Regions from separate parts of the Sus scrofa genome. Here all the other regions are linked to region 1. The links are chromatin contacts, called in public Hi-C and targeted proximity ligation maps. All regions are on one chromosome and are shown on one strand. The core of a region is the stretch at or near the end of the contact, and the rest is flanking DNA. Distances in the headings are between cores, read along the strand shown. Region 1 overlaps TMCC3 (transmembrane and coiled-coil domains protein 3). Region 2 has its middle 47 kb from the start of NDUFA12. Region 3 overlaps NDUFA12 (NADH dehydrogenase [ubiquinone] 1 alpha subcomplex subunit 12). Region 4 has its middle 77 kb from the start of CEP83.

What was found. A called contact is a pair of places that touch in the nucleus more often than the background predicts.
Region 2: a Hi-C map of liver shows a contact between it and region 1, with 5 times the contacts expected there. A contact is called at or near these places in 1 of 47 Hi-C or Micro-C datasets (liver) and 1 of 2 datasets of targeted methods (alveolar macrophages).
Region 3: a targeted proximity ligation map of alveolar macrophages shows a contact between it and region 1. A contact is called at or near these places in 1 of 47 Hi-C or Micro-C datasets (embryonic fibroblasts) and 1 of 2 datasets of targeted methods (alveolar macrophages).
Region 4: a Hi-C map of liver shows a contact between it and region 1, with 3 times the contacts expected there. A contact is called at or near these places in 1 of 5 promoter capture datasets (liver), 17 of 47 Hi-C or Micro-C datasets (alveolar macrophages, embryonic fibroblasts, fetal heart ventricle and 10 more) and 2 of 2 datasets of targeted methods (alveolar macrophages and skeletal muscle).

What each region holds. Positions count from the first base shown.
Region 1 is chr5:88,507,100-88,509,799 of Sscrofa11.1, forward strand. All of the region lies in intron 1 of TMCC3 (transmembrane and coiled-coil domains protein 3), which reads left to right. Among named protein-coding and RNA genes, the nearest start is that of TMCC3, 99 kb to the left of the region's middle.
Region 2 is chr5:88,337,973-88,340,672 of Sscrofa11.1, forward strand. No RefSeq gene overlaps it. Among named protein-coding and RNA genes, the nearest start is that of NDUFA12, 47 kb to the left of the region's middle.
Region 3 is chr5:88,299,765-88,302,464 of Sscrofa11.1, forward strand. The region is part of intron 3 of NDUFA12 (NADH dehydrogenase [ubiquinone] 1 alpha subcomplex subunit 12); the gene reads left to right. Among named protein-coding and RNA genes, the nearest start is that of NDUFA12, 8.4 kb to the left of the region's middle.
Region 4 is chr5:88,692,758-88,695,457 of Sscrofa11.1, forward strand. No RefSeq gene overlaps it. Among named protein-coding and RNA genes, the nearest start is that of CEP83, 77 kb to the right of the region's middle.

The DNA.
Region 1 (2,700 bases), core at 157-2,656:
GGGCCAAGAGTCTTCAGTCGTCGCAGTGACCTGACTTGCCAAGGCAACCACGTCTGCTGAGCTTTTAGGATTTGCAACTTGTTTCCCAGCTCGAGAATGCTTGCTGATGCTGTTTACTCTCATAGCCTCCCAGGCCTGCAGGGTGTATAAGTCTTTGAACTTTGCTGTGTAATTCACTTTTCTGCATGCGGGGCCTTGAAGGGGGGGCCCAGAGAACATGGACTTCAGGGGATCCGTGCACGTCTGGAAATTGTATGCACTGTGTTTTTGGAAATGGTTTTCATAAAAGAGGTATGAGCATTTTGTGAGGAGGGTTCTTAGCCTCACGTGCTAAAGAAGCAGGCTGGGAGTTCCCACCGTGGCTCAGCAGAAACGAATCTGACTAGCATCCGTGAGGACGCAGGTTTGATCCCTGGCCTCCCTCAGTGGGTTAAGGATCTGGTGCTGCTATGACCTGTGGTGTAGGTCGCAGACTCGGCTCGGATCTGGCATTGCTGCGGCTCTGGCATAGGCTGGCAGGTATAGCTCCAATTTCACCCCTAGCTGGAACCTCATATGCCATGGGTGCGACCCAAAAAAAAGACTAAATAAATAAATAAACAAAATAAAGCAGGGTGGCCCCAGGAAAAGAAGAATAATGCTAGATCTTACCCCACTCATTTATATGAGGATACAATGAGAAAGGGCATAAACATTCCGTGAAGTTAGCTCTCCTTGTCTGTGATCCTCAAAAGGTTAAAATGATGGAACTGGAGTTCCCGTTGGGGTGAAGTGGTTAACGAATCCGACTAGGAACCATGAGGTTGCGGGTTTGATCCCTGGCCTTGCTCAGTGGGTTAAGGATCCGGCATTGACGTGAGCTGTGGTGTAGGTCTCAGATGTGGCTCGGATCCTGAGTTGTTGTGGCTGTGGCGTAGGCCGGCGGCTACAGCTCCAATTGGACCCCTAGCCTGCAAACCTCCATATGCCGCGGGAAGCGGCCCTAGGAAAAAAAAATAAATAAATAAAAAATGAAAAAACGATGGGACTGCTTTCTATCCCTTAGAACTGGGTAGCAGATGTATCATCAGTAGTGACATTATTAACATTCTTAGAGCCCTTTGTGCTGTCCCCTGAACCCGCGAGTCTGCCTCCCGTGCCCTTCCTGCATCCTCTTGGACGGGAGGGACTGCGGGTCCCCCCTGCAGATGAGGACAGGGAGGCTCCCGGCAGACAAGAGCCCCCGCTGCTGAGGCTCAGAGGAGTGGCTTCGGCTTGCATTCTGGTGACCGGACAGATCATAAGACAGTCACCGTGTACAGAGTGTGACGCGTGTCTTGCCCCTTGAATTCCTGGAAGTTAGGGCCGTCAGAGGGTCAAGGGAGACTTCCTAGAATAAATGACGCTTAATCTGAGCCCTGAGACACGGGCAGGAATAGGCCAGGCGGGGCGTGGGCATTGTGTGTGGAGACAGCAGCGTGTGCCAGTTCCTAGAGGCAGGGGGATGCCTCTTGGCAAGAGGGGGTGGAGATAAAGCAAAAGAGCAGTTTCCTGGACACCCCCCCAAAAAACCCCAGATGGATGTCAGAAAAAAAAAGGAAGAGAATAGAGCAGAGAATCATCTTTGGATTTGTAGACACCCCTACAAACCACGCTGCTGTTTAAAATAATTCCCAGGAGCGTTCATGACGCGGGGATGCGGTGGGTGTGCTGCGGCAGGAGGCGCGTGTGTGAAATTGCCTGGATGCCGTGAAGATGAATCTACCGAGGATGGAGACCTAGAAGGTTCGTGGAAGAAGGAAAGGAGCTCTTGGGTTGAGGTGGTGCATTTGGAAAACGCGTTCTAATGGGGTCGAGGCCCCGGCGCTCATTCCACTGGGCCTCCAGCCTCTTGGTTCTGATTCATTTCATGCTTGCGGGCTGTGTTCCAGGCCCTGGGCTGGAGCACGTCTCAGGCACGTCTGTGTGTCCATCCCTGACTGGGTCAGCGTTCAGAGAGCTCGGCCCTTGGCCCCAGAGCCCCACAAGAATCTCTGTGTTCTCACTTGCCCTTGGGACTCCTGTGATTCAAATTCCCTTTTTGTTCACTTGAGGAAAAAGAAAAGGCAGTTCCAGTTAGTGAAAAAGACTCCTTCCACCATCTCGATGGCATGAAGCAGGGAAATTAAGGAGCCACAGGGGCGACAGCTGAAATAACTGGGTATCAGGCAGACGTGTCCATTTGACCTAGCTTATTACTGTTTGGAGTCTGGTGCTTCTGGAAAATTGCCTGGTTCCTTCTAAGTTTTCCACAGGGATCAAAGGCTTTGTGTGCTTGGAATGTGTTGTCATGCAGTTAGTCGGAAGCTTTCGCTTTCATGCAGGTCAATGAGAAAAAAGCAGTGTGCGGCCGTGACATGGGGCATCAACACAGCCTTTGTTCCTTGGTCCTCTTGATATGTATTCTGAGTGTCTGTCCCTTCTGTAGGCAGCCTCAGGACAAGGGACAGGTAAAAACTGTGCTTAAAATATGGTATTTGCTTTAAAATGCTCCCAGCACACACAAACACGCACACTATGTATGGGAGAATATGAAATCAGAAAGGTGAGGGTATATGGGTTTCTTTATATTCTTCTCTTCACCTTACTTATGTTTGGCATTTTTCACAAGAAAAAAACTTAAGGAGTTCCCACTGTGGCTCTGTGGGTTAAGAACCCAACATAGTGTCTGTGAGGATACGG
Region 2 (2,700 bases), core at 84-2,583, 170 kb before region 1:
AGCTATAGCTGCCGGCCTATGCCTCAGCCACAGTGACACCAGATCTGAGCCCCATCTGCAACCTACACCACAGCTCACAGCAACACCAGATCCCCAACCCACTGAGCGAGGCCAGGGATCGAACCGACATCTTCATGGATACGAGTCAGGTTCATTACTGCTGAGCCACAATGGGAACCCTTAAAATCTATTTCTTCTATGGGTGTCCAAGGTGGTGTGTCATCAGCGCCAACTTTTCTGTTAATACCCTGGCCCAGAGACTCATCAGTCTGAGACCCCACTTACGTTTGTCAGCAGGTTCTTGCCAGTGGATAGAATTATGATGTGGGCTCCATGTGGTATTTGCAGAGGGGTGTCTGGTCTGTAAGCCCCTCACCTAATGGTCTGAGCTGAGGAGTCCAAAGGGGCTTGAGGTCTCCTGCGAGGCTTGGAGAATCCCCATCTCCAGACCCTTAATTGATTCACATGCGCAGAGACCCTTTTACCACATAAAGTAACAGCTTCCAGGGCTTGAGACAGGACATCTTTTGAGGGGTCACTAGTTGGGCTACAAAGACCTACACTCTGGGGGACCTGCCACAGCCAAAAAGGATCAGCTCAAAATGACCACGCTTGACATCCTGCCATTTGCTTGTCCCGCCTTGTAACTGTTGGGAATATAATAAAACAGCAGCCAGCCCACACGCTCTATGGAAGTTCTGGAGCATAAGTCATGGTGCTCCCTGTTCTCCCCGTGGTCCGCCTTTGCGGTGTCTGCCGTCCTGGACCCATGTTCCCCTCTCGTTAGAGCCAGACCGTCTGGGTTCCTCTCCCGCTCTGCTCCCTCCTGGCTGTGTGACCTTGGGGAATGTACTTGAACTCTCTGTGCCTCTAGTTGCTTGTGTGTAAAATAAAATGGGAAGTGTACCTCTAGCATACCGTCGTTGGGAGAATCAATCAAGTGTATGAAGTGTTTCGCACTCCGCCTGGCACAGTGTGTGTGTGAGCTGTTGTCATCATGACCCCGACTTTCCTCCGGGGTAACCGTTCCTCCCTCCCTTCCGTGTGTGTGTGTCTGGCAGAGAGCCGACCTCACCTCGACCTCTGCTTTGGGGCTGATATCTCACCCCAACCCTCCCTGAATCTGGGGTTGGCTGACCCGTCTCTCCAGAAGGAGACTCCTTGGCCAGAGGTGGAGGCTGGATCTGGGGTACCAACCGACCTGTTCCTAATTCCCTCTCCCTACTTGGTAAATGAAAGTGCACCATTCTTTCACCTTAAGTGACCCATATTATGAAAGGAAGTAACCCCAGAGGACGTCAGCTCAGAATTGCTTTGTGAAAGTTCTGTTCCGGCCTAAAAGTCACGGGGTAGACGGCTATTTCCAGCTTTCTGTGTCCTGCTAAGTCCCACGTCCCGGGACTGCAGTGTCCTAAATTGTGGACTCTCTAGTCTGTTGTCACCTTCTCTCTCATTCGTTTTGTCCTTGTAGATTTTTCCTCTTTATTCTTTTACAGTCATATTGTTGGGATTGTAGAAGGGGAAGCGAGAAAAGTCTGTGCTCCCGCCGCTTTCTTTAGCCATAAAATCTTCGAGGAATCTAAGCAGCTTTGCTGGAAAAGGGACAGGCAGCCTCGCCTGGGGCAGCCCAGCCTTTCCAAGTCCCAGAAGGACGCCAGTTCACATGGACATGACATCTGCAAATCCAGTCACTCTTTTTAAGGAAATGTGGGCACTCAGAGAGCTGATATACTCAGCATGAAATCCTTGCTTCTAAAAGAAATAATCAGCGACATACTAAGAACGGAGCCCCATATGCCTTGTTCAGTGAGAACAGGCCTGGCTCTGCAGCCTTTTGGGCTCACGCATGGAACCAGCTTCCTTGGGCTCCTGTGACCTTACTCTCCTGCTTCGTCTACTTTGGGATCATCCTTGGGGCTCCCAAACAACACTGGCACTTTGTCAGGATTGAAGGCATCTTCTGGTGAAGATTTTTGCCTTTTTTTTTTTTTTTTTTTTTTTTTTGCTTTTTTTAGGGCCACACCCACAGCATATGGAGGTTCCCAGGCTAGGGATCTAATCTGAGCTGTAGCTGCTGGCCTATGCCACAGCCACAGCAATGCAGGTGCAAGCCACATCTGTGACCTACACTACAGCTCACGGCAACACTGGATCCTTAACCCACTGAGCGAGGCCAGGGATCGAACCCGCAACCTCATGGTTCCTAGTCAGATTCGTTTCCGCTAAGCCACGACAGGACCTCTGACTTCTTTTTCTAATTGTCTTTTTTTGCTCTCCACTGTATACGAGGCTGTGGAGTCACAGCTAGACAGTCATCTGCCCCTCGCCCCCTCATTCTCCTATCATCTGCCGCCACCATGACTACAGAACAAAAACCCAGAGAAACAAGGACATAATTCAGTCATCAGCAAATGGCATTCAGGAAATGCCAGTTACCGACTCACTTACCTTGAAATAACACATCGTGACATTTGGAGGGTCAGATATAATTTTCCATAATTTCTCTCGACGTAGCCTCCAAGCTCCTTCACTTCACCCCTCCACACCCAAATAACTCATATAATACATTATGATGCCAGGAGAAGACCCAGGTTTTGTGGAAACCAAAGGTTATTTCACATGGAAAGGGGTGGGCTCCTTTAGAAAAGAGAATACTGGAGTTCCCGTTGTGGCGCAGTGGTTAACGAATCCGACTAGGAA
Region 3 (2,700 bases), core at 122-2,621, 210 kb before region 1:
TACTGCCCAGAGCGCTTTGAACTGTGGCTAATGCAACTGAGGAAGGGAATTTATTTGACTTAAATTGAATAGGCTACTAGATTGGATAGAATAGCTTTTAAAAATATAAGGTGAGCTGAGCAAAATGTGTAAGAGTTCACCTGCCTCCACTTTTCAACCTCTCGTCCACTATTTGGACTGACTGGGAGCATTGACTCATGTCAGGGACGTCGTTTGAAGACCACAGTGTTGGATTATGTCTTTAGTAAAACCCCTTGTTTCCTTACACTGATTTGAGGCTGGATTTTTACGCTCTTTTGAGTGGGAAATAATAACGTACGGCCTGTTAAAGTCGGAGGAACTGTGGTTTCAGGTGTGGAGCTGCCTGCCTTTTCCCGAGGGACTTCGTATATGCCAGGGGCACTATTTGAGACCAAGATCTCAAAGTGGAACGTTGGCTTTCGGAGGCAAGGTGTCCTCCCAGTTTTCATTGTTTGGTTGATTATTTTTGGGGTGGGGCTGGTCCTGAGAGTCTGTGGGAGCCCTGTGGGCTGTCTTCCTCAGATTGGTGGCCATCTTCTTCAAAGCCGCCATCTAACACAGTGTCAGGGTCTCTGTTTTGGGGGGTGTGGGGGGTTGGGGAAGGGGACTCATTTACGTGGGATGAAACACATTTAAAACTATTAAATAGGTAAAAATCTGAAATGATAAAAGTACTATTCAGCTAAGCAAATCCCTTCATATATAAGATGGGAGATGAAAAAGAAGCTAAAAGCTATAGACGAGAACATCACCCTAGCAGGTGCCTGAGGGCAGTTGAGAACACAAAGCTGAGTTTCTTTGTCGTGTGGAGCCTCCTAAGGTCCGAGTCCTTTTGATGACCCTTGTTTGTAAGGGGAGCTGGAAAGGCCTGCGATGGTCTTTGTAGGGAGAAGTGGTTTGGGTGAGCTCAGCTGTTTGTTTCTCAGAAGCCCCCTTTGCTGAGTGCGATACATTGTAGAATTATACTCTTAGCTTTGATTTGATCCATGAATAAATTTGAAGTTGGGTTGATTAATCTTTTATTAGAGAGCCAGGTATTCCAGCTGGATTTTCTGTTTGTGGCTTCCTTTCTTTTCTCTGGACCCTTTAACTTAAAGATTTATTTTAACGCCTGTTAAAGGAAGAGGTTGGCAGGTTTTACTCATTCAGATAACTATTTCGTACCTACCAGGTGCCAAGAACTATCGTGGGCACTAGGGATACCACAGTGAATGAAGCGGAGTCCTTGCTCTCATGAGGGGAAGCAGAAAATATATATATTAGGCAACAGTAAATGCGAGGAAGCTGGCATTCATAAAGGGGTAAAGAGCAACCCCTTCCTTTGTGGAGGAGGTAGCTGTTTTATGTATATATATACACAGGGGTCAGGGAAGGCTTTTTTGAGGAAGTGACATTTGAAGGGGGGCTGTGTGGGGGGTGAGTAGCTCCAGGCAGTAGGAACTAGGGGCGCAGATGCACCGTGTGTTCGAGATGTGTCATTTGCATTCAGAGAGCAGCAGTGTGGCCAGTTTGGCAGGGATGGAATAAGTGAGGGGAAGGTATTAGGAGATGAGGTGGGAGAAATAGCTCGGGCCCTGAGCATGTAGGTCTTGTCGACCGTGGGTAAATCCTTTGGCTCTTTTTCTGAAGTTCCTTGTACGTCCCTGGAAGGTACGGTAGGATGCGATCTATTTTACAGGTTGGTTTTTTTTTTTTTTTTTTTTTTTTTAATTTTGAGAACAAATCCTAAACTGTTTGAAAAGTTACAAGTATTTGAATCATTTTAAAGCTGCCAAAACGATGTCCTATCACAGCTGAATGCACTAGTGTGTAATTCCTACGAACAAGGACATTCTCTTGATGAACCGCCTTATAACCCTCAGAGTTAGGAGGTTAACAGTGATACACCACTGCTCTCTAATCAGTCTTCAGACCCTGTTGTGTCCCAGTAATGTCCTTCATAGCAAGAGGGGTCTAGTGACGCGTTCCATGTGGATCTCACCTCTCTCTCCCTCATCTCTTTCACCCTGGATTGGTTCCTCAGCTTTTCCTTGGTTTTTAGGATCTTAGCACTGGAAAATTACAGGCCAGTTATGTTGTAGAATGTCCCTCTGTGTGGGTTTGCCCACTGTTTGCTCATGACGAGATGCAGGCTCTGCATCCTTGGCAGTAATGTCACAGAAGCACTGCCATAACCTTCACGTTGCATTCTATCGAACGGCATCTGATTCTGACTTGTCTCATGACTGAAAACTTGCCCCTTGATTGGGGTGTGTCTGCCAGGGTTTTCCATTCTGCAGTTACTCATGTTCCCTTTGCTCTTAATTAGTATTTTGTGAGGAGACACTGAGGTCATCTAACTGTCCAGTTCCTCTTCCAATTTTAATTTATATGTATGTATGTGTGAACTGTTGTTTTAATCGATGGGTATAATCCATTACTCTAATTTGTTCTTCTTTTTTTTGGTTGCCATGCCCTAGGCATGTAGAAGTTCCTGGCCCAGGGACTGAACCTGCACCACAGCAGCAACACAAGCCACAGTAGTAACAACACAAGATCCTTAACCCACTGAGCCTCCAGGGAACTCCCTATAATTTGTTCTTTTATTGCTCAGATTGAACTCATTTTGGCCAGTGGGCACCCATCAGTCTGCATTTTGGTTCCCTTTGAAATGTCTCCATCATTCTTAGAACATTTTCT
Region 4 (2,700 bases), core at 59-2,558, 190 kb after region 1:
ATAAAGGGATTGAGAGAGAGGGGAGAGAAGAGGGTAACCTTGAATTATTTCTTTCCTTAGATTTTTTTTTTTCCTGAGGTGACTGGGGTGGGGGGTTTGCTGCCCTCGCCTTAAAGCAGGTCCCCAAGGGAGCTTAGACGGATCTGTGAGGCAGCTCAAGGGGCCTGTGGTTCCCTGAGAGAGGAGGGCTGAGTCGGAATCAGTCCGGTGGAGGGGGGGGGTGACCCGTGTTTCCAGCGGGTCTGACTGACACGGGCCACGCAGGAGAAGAATCTGCCTGGTGGGTGGGAGTTGGATTGAGCCCGTGGGTGGGGCCGGGGGAGGAAGCGCAGCCAAAGGGAGCCAGAGCTGAGCAGAGCCTTCCTGCGGCTGAGCAAGGTGCCCCCAGGACAGACCAAAAAGCCACAGCGGGCTCAGAGCCGGACCTGCTGGAGGGAGACCCTCCCCATGGCTTTAGCCCTCATCACCCCCCAACCCTGACCCTCAGGGGTCAAACACACCTGGACTGGCAGGTAGAGGCGCGGGTCGGTGGAGGAGGAGGAGCACGAGGGGGAAAAAGAGGGACGCTGCGGCCCTGCCCGCCTCAGGCTTTGGGCCTGACACAGGCCGGGGGCAGAGGGATCTGATAGGAAATCAGGGTCGGGGGTTTTAACGGTCTTTGGCGTTATTATTTTGTTTTTCTCTTTGGCTGCGCCCATGATGGGTAGAAGTTCCTGGGCCAGGGATCAAACTAGAGCCACAGCAGGGACACCACTGGATCCTTACCTTGATGAGCCACCAGGGAACTCCTAGTCTTGGATCATTTTAACTCCCCAAACTGTCATGCTGTCTGCTGTTGCAGGAGACTTTAGACTGTTCCCTAAGGACAAGGACAAGACTCAGAGGTCTGCAGAGTTTCCGTCGAGGAGGAGGGAGCTGTCGTCCCCACTGCATAGTTTCCAGGGATAGCGGGAAACAGGACGAGTTCATTTTGTCGCATCTCATGAGGCTGTTGTAGCAAGAGTGAAAGAGGCTTAAGAAGCAGGGATTTATTCTTCTCACCCAACAAGAAGTGGGGAGGTCAGTGACTGAGGGGCTAGTTCATCAGTTTGGCGAAGGCCAAGAGGCAAGCTCATCCCCCCTTCCCATCCTGCCAAGCCTCGGGGTGTCAGCACTGTCTCCCCTCCCGACGACACGGTGGCTGCCCCCGATCCAACCATCCTGTCCTCGCAGAGAAAAACCCAGCAGGCGTGGTAGGCGCGCCTCGCTCCTGGCCTTTGGCAGAGAGGGAAGTCTCGTCCACAAGGGCCCCCTCAAGACCAGCCTTTGGACTCCCGGGTCGGAAGGCCTCCCGTGACCACACCTCGCGCTGTGTTTCTGGAGGGCTGAGTCCTCACTTCCTTGTTCCCTCGGGCTCCTCCCACCGCTCCCGTGGAGTCGGTGCCTCCCTCCCGTAAAAGGCTTTCAGGGCAGGCCATCCATTACCCCGGGGCCAAGACGGTGCCTGTGTTTCCCAGCCCTGGTCTTCCATGATTTCTAGATCATTCTCTGCGGAGTTTTGTGCCTCCATTATCTCCAGTCCACCTCCTCGCTGCACACGCAGCAGGATTTCGGCATTTCCTGGGTGACCGGTACGACCCCAGTTACGCAGTTAGCGCTTCCCTCTTTTCTGAGCCGTGGATCCAATGATAAGTTTCCTGTAAAATCTCTGTACGAGGATGGGCCAGAGCACCTCAGACTAAAACCCAAGGTCGTTGTTTTCCGTTTACCCCAGATCTGTTCTTTCCCTGTGCTTTGCTTCCACTGAAGTCACCACCCCCGCCTCCCTAGTCACCCGAGGTGGAGACATCTGATGGCTCTTCCTCATCATTGCCACCATAGAGGCGTGTCAATCTCCCTTCTAAGTGTATCTTAAATTTCGCATCTTTCCATCTCAGCTGCCACTAGCTCTGTGTCGGTCAGTTCTTCCCAGGATAGTTGTAACAGCCTCTCAGCTACTGCCCCTTTCGCTTTATTCCTGCCCGATGGGAGACCATGACGTCTGGAACTGTGGCAGCCATCCTGTGACCGTGAGGTGACAAGAGCGAGGACGGCAGTAGAAACACGGACAGGGGCTGGGTCCCTGCAGCTCTGCTGAGCAGCTGAGTCAATGTCAGGATTCACTTACCTGCAGACTTCCTGTCGCGTGAGATCGTCCCGTCTGTCCTGCTTAAGCTCCTGCTGAGGGCTGCTAATTAGGTGATGGGGCGTCTCGAGCTGACCCGGGCAGCGGGAGGATGGAGGCATCGGTGTGAGCCGGCCTCTGTCGTGCTGACACAGCCGTCTCGAAGCAGCCACATTCGTGGGAAGTATGTTTTTATGTAGCGGGGGGGGAGAAACAAGTTTATTAAATATTTAGGGCTTTGAATGACGTCATTACCAAGTAATGTGTTCAGCAGGTATCACGTGCATCTCTGCGAACCCTCGCCTGCCCCTTGGTCGCCTCTCACTGGGGACTGCGTTCAGTTTTGAAGAGAAAGCAGCCTTCTGTGTCATCTTGTGGAGCATGTTTTCCGACGGTCGCATCAAACACCTGCTGGCTCAAAGGGTCACTTGAAATAGGCCTCCGTCAGATACGCATCCTGGGGACAGATGTGTGGAGGCAGGGACCCCTGGAGGAGGGCAAGGCTGCAGTGAGCGGTCCAGCTTGGCTGACTGCAGGGCATGCCTGGAGCCCAGAGC